Regions from separate parts of the Mus musculus genome. Here regions 1 and 2 are each linked to region 3. A link is a contact called in public HiChIP or PLAC-seq and promoter capture Hi-C data. All regions are on one chromosome and are shown on one strand. The core of a region is the stretch at or near the end of the contact, and the rest is flanking DNA. Distances in the headings are between cores, read along the strand shown. Region 1 holds the start of Tpbgl (trophoblast glycoprotein-like). Region 2 holds the start of Arrb1 (arrestin, beta 1). Region 3 holds the start of Kcne3 (potassium voltage-gated channel, Isk-related subfamily, gene 3).

Region 1 (2,700 bases), core at 115-2,614, 550 kb before region 3:
GGCCGGCGACGTCTATCCCTTCCCCGCTCTCGTGTGCATCGCCGTCGGAGCAACCTAGTCGCGCCTCGTCCAGGTCTATCAGAGGCCGGTCCAACAGTACGCGCGGGGAAGCGCAGCGCAGGCGGCGCGCGTCGGGTACGCGCTCGGTGGCGTTGTGCAGCCAGGCCAGCAGGGGGCGCGAGGTGCACCCACAGCTCAGTGGGTTGTCCGCCAGCAGCAGGCGCGGCTGGGGCAGGTCGCCATCGCGCTCAAGCGCGCTCAGCTCGTCCGGGCCCAGGCCGGCCAGCGCGTTGACACGCGCATCCAGCTGCTCCAGGCGGGGCAGGCGCAGCGCGGCGAGTGGCAGGCGGCTCAGCGCGTTGCCTACCAAGCCCAGCAGGCGAAGCTCGGCCAGGGGGGCCAGAGCGGCGTCCAGTGCATCCAGCATCCCGGGGCTGCCTCGAGCCAGCGCGTGATTGAGCTGTAGTGAGCGCAGCGCAGGCAGCCCGCGAAAGGCGCGGTAGCCCAGGGCGCGTAGCGGGTTGTGGCTTAGGTCGAGTGCCGCCAGGCTGGGCAACCCGTCGAAGGCACCGTCCTCTACTACCTCGATGTTGTTGTGTGTGAGGCGCAGCGCGGTAAGGAGCGGTAGGCGCACGCCGTCCGTCGCCCCCTCGCCCCCTCCCGCGAAGGCTGCGGCGCGCAGCACGGTCAGGTTGGCGCCCACGATGGTGAGGTTGCGCGCGTCGGGTGGCACGTCCCGGGGCGGCTGCCGGAGCTCCGCGCCCGACGCGCAGCGCAACATTAACCGGGGGCTGCCGAAGCAGTAACACTGGAAGGGACAGGGCGCGGCGGGCCGGCTCAGCGCCGCCGCCAAGAGCAGCAGCCCTGGCAGCGGGCTCCAGAGCCCCCGCTGTCCCGCGCGCGGGGCCATCGCGGCCGTCCCCGCATCCAGCCCCCGGCCCGCAGCGCTCACCAGTGAATTGGGAGCGTTTGGAGATGATGGGATGGGGGTGGCACGGGAAGGTGGCTGTGGGCTAGACCTTGACCCGGAGCAGCTGACAGTTCCGACCGGTCCGTCCTCCAGCTTGTAAAGTCCGAGGAGCCTTCACTTTGATGGCTGGGGGCTACAGGGGTCAGGCGGGGAGCGGAGCCCCCCGCCCTCGCTGCCCTCGTCGCCCTGCGCTCCGGCCTCCGACTTCCGCGGCTGTTCCGGGCTCCGAGCCGAGTGGGCAGGGTTTGCCTCCCCCTCCCCGCCTCCTGGCCGCCTCCTCCGCCCCCAGCGGAGTCTCCGCACCTCCTCGCAAGGGAGGCGGGGTGGGAGGCTCCGGAGATGCAGGCTTAGGGCCGCTGCGCTCTCTTGCTCCCCTGCTCTCTAGTTCACGAGCTGCTGAGAAGTTTGGCTCCCCAAGCTCTGACTTGCTTCTTTCCCCACCCCCTTCGTTTAGGCAGCTTCTTTCCTCCTCCCTCCGAAGCACACGTGGGGCGGGGCCCTCAGGGCTGACCTGGCAGGTGGATCTGTGCACCCAGAGAAGGTGGGAGAGTTTAGAGCTGTCCCTAGAAAAGGAGGCAGGGCTGAGGGGTGGGCTGACAAAGTTACTCTTCTTGTAGTCAAGGAAAGGAGCTGTGCTAAGGGAGCGAGCCTGGAAAATCCCTAGCCTTGGATGTCTCCTTTGCGAACCCAGTTCCCTTAGGCTGTGTCTAAAACTCTGCAGGTCCTGTGTGTCCAGTCTTTTATCGACCCTCTTCTATGTTCTAAAACACCCTCTGTCCCCACATCTCCCGCGCCCTAATTCAGGCTGCTCTGCCTCTGCCAAGACCACTCCCATTGGTTCCACCTTTCAGGCTGGGCCCCTCCTAGGCTCAGGGAGCGGTGGGTGGAGTGATTCAGCTCTTTGCTTGCCCACCCCGCCCCAGCACTGAGTACTGCCAGGATACTGTGCCCCTTCCCCTCCAAATTGCCCTACCAGTCAATATTGAGTGGTGTGCCGGTTGGGGAGAGGGCTCTAGGAGCAGGAAAATCAGGAACTGATTTTGTAGTGGAGGGTGGGGGTGTGGTAAAATCCAGGGCTGAGGTGGGGGCTGAGCTGTTAATAGGCTTGTTTTGTTTTGTTTTGTTTTTCTTTCTTTCTGGGTTTTACTTATTTACTTTTTTTTTCCTCCAGAATTGAGAAGCTCAAGACCTGATTTAAAGAGACAGACTCCAGAGGAGGGAGCATTCCTGGTCTTGGCATGAATTATTCAGGTTGGAGAAGCTGACATTTGATCTGCAGGCCATTCGAGTATCTTACTTGGCAGAGCTGGTTGGGATAGAGGCTCCCCTCCTCCCCATAAGCATCAGTCAGTCTCTTTCTCCTGAACTGAAGACTACTGGTTGGTTTCTTCCCTGAAGTTGCATTTAGAAGATCGACCAGCAAATTGAAACCACTTTCTGAGGCATATCCTGCATTCCCTGGGTCTCAGGCAAATACCAACACTAAGGACCAGGCTGGTGATCTTGCTGGACTCCCTCAGCTCATATTGACCTAGTCCTGTCTCCATGATAACCTCCAGATGCTAGCAGATGACAGTAGTAGCTTTTAGAGCTGGACATGTCTGTATACATGGCCACCTGAGTTTACACACGTGTGCCTCTACACAAAAAGGCAAACTTTACACAAACAGACTTACACATGCCCATGTGTGGTCTATCAAATTTATTCTTACTTGGATGTGCATGCATGT
Region 2 (2,700 bases), core at 13-2,512, 640 kb before region 3:
AAAGGGCAGGTGAAGTTACAGACCTTAATCCACTTCCTCTTAGCTCTTACCATTGCCCAGATGTGGACCACCCTGCCTGTCCATTAGCCTCTACCCACCCCTCCCCAATCTGGACATAATTATAGTCATTATCCTGGGATATTATTACCAATTCTATAAACAGCACACTCTATGTAAACAGCATAGGTAACTGCTTCTGAACATAATTACAGGAGATGTTTCCAGACCCCGCAATTGCATCAGAGTAAATGATAGCTTCCTTTCCTATCGTTAATACTCCGATATTAGGGACCTATCAGTGCCAATTAGTCAAACTCCAGCAGTGAGGGGCTGAGGACCTTACATTCCTCCCACTGCCTCAAGATCCCTTCTAGGAGAAAATGGATTCAAACCCTTTCCTACCCCTTCTTAGCCTCTGAACTCTACCCTCCCACTGCACACCGGCTACTTCTCCAGGGGTAGGAAACGTAAGGAAAGTCAAGGTTTCCAAGGATACCAAGAAAGCTGCAGACAGTAGACTCTGCTGGACACCGCTGTGTGCAGGTGTCTGCCCGCAAGAACAAGCAGATTCCTTCAACAATTGAACAGGACATCTGCTGGTCTTAGGACCCAGCCAATAGACCTGAAATGGGCTGAGTGGTGTCCAGAGTCATTACAGGCACCTAAGCTAGGCCTGGGTGCTATATCAATGATGCTAGATGCTACAGGCCACCAGCTAGTTGGCTCTCGGTCCCTTCTTTATCTCCTGTTCTCACTGCTTCCTCTTTCTGCCTGCCCCTCCCCTTTCCACTCTCATCTGCTCTCCAGCATTGCAGTCCGCTGCCCGCCCCCACCCCTTCTTCCTGTCCCTGTTGTGTCGTTGGGTGGTATCTCTCCAGAAGGGCGGGGGTGGGGAGGGTGGAGCAAAGGGCGAAGGCCTGGCTAGGCTTTTGGAATCTTTCGCTGTCCTCACACAGGGGCGCCTCTGAGGCTGGGCCTTGAAGTCTGCGGATTTTCCGCTTGCTTCTATCCGCAGACACAAAGGCCAGTCCTGGCGTGCGCGGGAGAGAGCGCTCGCACCCACGACTGTGAGCACACATACACAACTGCACAAAGACGTGCTACCTCTACACACACACACACACACACACACACACACACACACTCTCTCTCTCTCTCTCTCTCTCTCTCTCTCTCTCTCCACACCCCACCTCCCGACAGGCTCGCGCGCACAGCCGTGCACACGCACCAGCACTGGCACGCGCTTGCGTGCACGCGCTCCCGTGGACCAGCCGCGGCCGGCCACGCAGCCCTCACTCTCTGGGCGCGCACACGCAGAGCCGCGCACGGAGGCATACACGCGCGCTCACACCCGCACGCTCCACGCCCCTGGCGGCGGCCTGGGCGCTGTGCTGCTCGAGCGACGGGCGGGGACCCGGGCGGGGGCGGCGGCGGCGACAGCGGAGGAGGCGGAGCGGGGTAGCCGGGAGCGGGCTGGCCCGCGCTTCTCCTGGCGGCCGGGGATTTTCCAGCCTGGACGCTGACGCCGCGGACCTCCCTGCGGCCGCCGCGGACCATGGGCGACAAAGGGACACGGTGAGTGCGGGTGGCCGCCCTGTCCCACGCGCGCGTGGGGACGACCTGGGCGAGGGCACGGGCGGAGGTTCCAGTCAGCGTCACCCGGGATCTGGCACTCTGTTGTCCTCCCAAGTCTCTTGTGTGGTTCTCTGGCCAGAACCATGTGTACCGAGGCACCCAGGGTGGGCCACCCCATTGGGTTCACGGCTCCTGGCCGAGACGAGCTCACACACCCAGCCCTGGTCGATAGACTTCAGGACGCTCTGGGGCAGGCTGACACACAACACACAAGCTCATAAACACATGAGCACCCTTCTGCAGGCACACACTGACAGTCGTTGCCACACTTCGCATTTGTGACACGACGACGTCACATACGGTCTCTCACGCACACACCAGTCTGTCAACACATTCTTGCTGTCAGTCCTGTTAGCATACACAGGTCCCACTCGAACACGCACCAGCTCTAACAACACCCTCGTGTTGCTACACACATGCGGGCATACACCGACATACGTAGCCTGGCACTTGGGTGCTGCAAAGCACGGTCTAAGCTAGTACGTGCAGTCTGTCAACCCTCTCTGACGTGACACGATGTGGCCACAGGTCTTAGTGACACATCAAGGCTAACCACACACATGCAAGGCATAAAATGCCTGCAGGGACTGACATCCTCAGAGCAGTGGATACACTCACTTCTGACTCCTCATAGCAGGGCCGGGAACACAGGTCACAGAGTGGAAGGCTCTGAGACCTGGAAGGCAGGTCCCCATTCACATGGCTTTCTTCCCCTCTGTCCTCCAAAGCACATAGCTAGGGGCTCCATGTAGCTGAGGGAGGGTGACGGGAACTGTTTTGTAGAGCTTGCCTTGAGAGGAAAGGTTAGGCCCTCGAAATGGAAACTAGGTCAAAGTAGGAGGGCTAGGGAGGGGCAGGGAAGCTCGTGGGGTCAACCCTTATGACCAGACTGGTTCACCTTCCTGGCCCTTGAGAGTCTCCTTGCCATCTTCTCTGGCCCCTCCTCTAGCCTCCCTGCACCTGCCGTTTACCATTGCTTTCCTTATTACTCTTCTGTTTGTGTCCTTCCCTCTGCCTTTACCTCCTTTCTTCTGATATTAATTTATTTATTAAGCCCCTGTTGTA
Region 3 (2,700 bases), core at 82-2,581:
TGTCTCAAAAATCACATAAACAAACAAAGAAAAAAAGAAAAGAGAAACGAGATTCCCAGTCTCCCAATGGTGCTTAAGACTGGCCTTGAGGGCACCTGGCATGTAAGCGGTGCACAGACATCTACAGAGGCAAAACTCTGAATGCTGATTTCTGGGCCCCACTCTGGGTCTTTTGAATCCAAACCTCCCAGGAGGAGCCCACCGCCCTCGGTGTGCAGACTGGAGCAGCGCATACTGGGGTAATCGGGATGACGGCTCTCAGAGGTGGTGTCCAGCTTAGGGAGGAACGGCTGGATAGAAACCTGCCACACAGAAACAACACAACAAGGATGTGTTCTGAAGGAGATTAGCAATTATGCACAAAAAGCCCACCACGTGGCAATCTTGTTTTTCCCTAAGCACGTATTAGGTAATCATATCCTAATATTCTGTGATGGAAATTACTCACCTTGGAAATACTGCAGTAGATCTTTGCGAGAATTGTGAGGGAGCTCATCTGAGTGTGTTCGTTGTGTGACCTCCGCTAGTGAAGAGAGCTTGGATAAGTGGTTGCTACAGAGTCCCTGAGAGGCAGATCCCTATTTCTGTCATCAACAGGAAAATGACACTTATCAGCGTCTCTTCTATATCAACAGAAACAATTTTTAATATCATCAGAAACAATTTGGATGTGGACCCAGTGGCTGGAAAACAAGTGTTCTGGGACAGACACCAGTTAAGAAGTGAGTGGATACAAGTTGAGACCGGGCATGTGACACAGACTACTGAGGGGGGAGATGCCTGCTAGAGTACGTGGATTCTGAGACCAAGCTCTGACCGAGCTCTGCGCTGACTTGCTTGCTGAGTGTAGAATCACCTCCCCAATTTGGGCGTCTGCAAACTGAAAACAGGGTATGTCTTAGAATCAGATGTTTTCTTTGGCTATTCCGGTTTTAGTATTTTGGATTCTGAAAACACTTCTAATCTTACCGTAACCCTGTGAAGAGCGAGTGCAGGAATGGTGGTACCCATAGACAGGAAACCAAGGCCCCAGAGAGGAGCTGCCCAGTGCCACACAGCTACACAGGTACCAAGCCCGACTCCACCAAAACCTAGCGCTTGGTCTGGGTGTTTGGAAATCAGCTTTTCGCTAGGTTGGCTGAGACTTAAAGGAGACACAGACGAGAAAAATTCTGTCTGGGATCCAGGAAGCAGGTGGTTCCCCGCAACCGCACCCGGTTAAGGCTAAGGAGCTGGGCGGAGGCGCCCCAAGACAGCCAACGCTGAAGCTGGAGTGCTAAGGCAGGGCGGGGCCAGAGGAGGGACACCCTGGGAAGGAAAAGGGAGCCAGAGCCAGTAGGCGTGCAGAGATCTGAGAGCACTGAGCGCATCTGGGCATTATTGCAGTGTTCACCGGAGACAGATCGTAGAGGCGGGTAAGGCGCTACAGGGTTGGAAAAGCTATCCATAGTCCGGGCAAGACGTGCAGGGTTTCGGTGTTTTCCTTCAGAGGGGGGACCCGACGTGGGGTGCTGCTAAAACACAGAGTGGATCTTCCTTAGTGAGAAAAGCAGGTATTCCCAGGAACTATAGGGATTAGAGAGTTTCGCTGCGCATGGAAAGTCGTGTGTGGTCCGAAGGCGCTCTCCCAGGCTTTCCTCCAGGCAGCAAAGGCTCCTCCTCTCCTACCGATAAGAGGACACTCACAGGTCTGCAGCGGGACACTCACGGAAATAACATTCCAGGAGTCAGTCTTGCTCTACCAAAGCTGCGGGCTCTGCAGAACTGCCCTACCCATTCTACTCCACTGTGACCAGCCCTCGGCGATCAGATCCTCCGAAATCCCGGGACGGGCTGAAGCATCTTCCGCTGTTAGTAGCAATTCTAGGTTGAAAGTCAGGAGTCTTGGGTTCTAGTTTTCAGGTAGTGTAAATTGATGCAGGTCAACCATGGCTTTGTGCCTTATGCTTTCTTAGGTCACCTCCTGTAAAATGGGTCTCCTGCTCCAGTTGCCCCCATGTAATCCAATTAGGGCAAAGGGGAATGTTTGGGAGGTGTCTCAGCCAGTGTGTTAGAGCCCCGGGAAGCAAAGTCCTAATCTCTGCCTCCTTCTCTTTATTAATTTGCATGGGAGGAAACTGAGGACCCAGGATAATCTTATCACCAGGGACCATATTGAATTAGAACCAGTGTTTCCTCACTCCTAGCCCAGGACTCTTATTTCACGTACAGATATCGAATAAACTCATTCTCTCTGGCTCCAGCCACTCTGTAAATTGCAAATGGAGGGGTGCGATAACTGGAGGCATTAAAAACTGCCTTTAAAGTCTGTTGACTCCCGGAAGATGAAAACCGACTAGCAACTTTCTTCAGTTCAAATTCCTCAGGGCATGTTTTCTATCTGTAACGCAGGGGAGCTTGAAGTACCTTCTAAGAGGGAGGCAGGCAAGACCAAGAACCTCCATCCTATGCTTGGCTACACAGACTGGCCAAGTAGGGGCAGGGAAGGCACTTGTAAATGGCAAGGACCTGCAGGATTCATCAGAAAGGGTGGGACACAAAGGAGGTGGGCGACCCTTGGTGGCTGTGGGCTGTGAGAGGGCACAGCAGAAGGTAGGCACTTGGGATGACTGCTCTCAGAGGTGAGCTGAGCCATGGATGGCTATGGGAACAATGTGAGCAGGGTTCCCAGTAACTTTCTCATGCCTGCTCCGCCTATTG

What was found. Promoter capture Hi-C pulls out the DNA fragments that hold promoters and counts their contacts. HiChIP or PLAC-seq counts read pairs in DNA pulled down with a chosen protein or histone mark.
Region 1: a promoter capture Hi-C map of embryonic stem cells shows a contact between it and region 3, with 4 times the contacts expected there. The contact joins the promoter of Tpbgl here to the promoter of Kcne3 in region 3. A contact is called at or near these places in 1 of 39 promoter capture datasets (embryonic stem cells), 1 of 484 Hi-C or Micro-C datasets (B cells), 1 of 115 datasets of contacts at active chromatin or transcription factors (embryonic stem cells) and 1 of 9 other capture datasets (adipose tissue).
Region 2: an H3K27ac HiChIP or PLAC-seq map of bone marrow-derived dendritic cells shows a contact between it and region 3, with 2.6 times the contacts expected there. The contact joins the promoter of Arrb1 here to the promoter of Kcne3 in region 3. A contact is called at or near these places in 2 of 115 datasets of contacts at active chromatin or transcription factors (bone marrow-derived dendritic cells and microglia).

The regions. Positions count from the first base shown.
Region 1 is chr7:99,625,739-99,628,438 of GRCm38.p6, forward strand. Tpbgl (trophoblast glycoprotein-like) reads right to left here and starts at 1,365. Exons shown (of 1, transcript NM_001195529.1): 1 at 1-1,365. The coding sequence starts at 910.
Region 2 is chr7:99,534,224-99,536,923 of GRCm38.p6, forward strand. Arrb1 (arrestin, beta 1) reads left to right here and starts at 1,263. Exons shown (of 16, transcript NM_177231.2): 1 at 1,263-1,575. The coding sequence starts at 1,556.
Region 3 is chr7:100,177,352-100,180,051 of GRCm38.p6, forward strand. It overlaps Kcne3 (potassium voltage-gated channel, Isk-related subfamily, gene 3), which reads left to right and starts at 1,332. Exons shown (of 4, transcript NM_001360467.1): 1 at 1,332-1,415. It overlaps Gm51453 (a long non-coding RNA gene), which reads right to left and starts at 1,340. Exons shown (of 3, transcript XR_003946660.1): 1 at 970-1,340; 2 at 449-880; 3 at 33-302.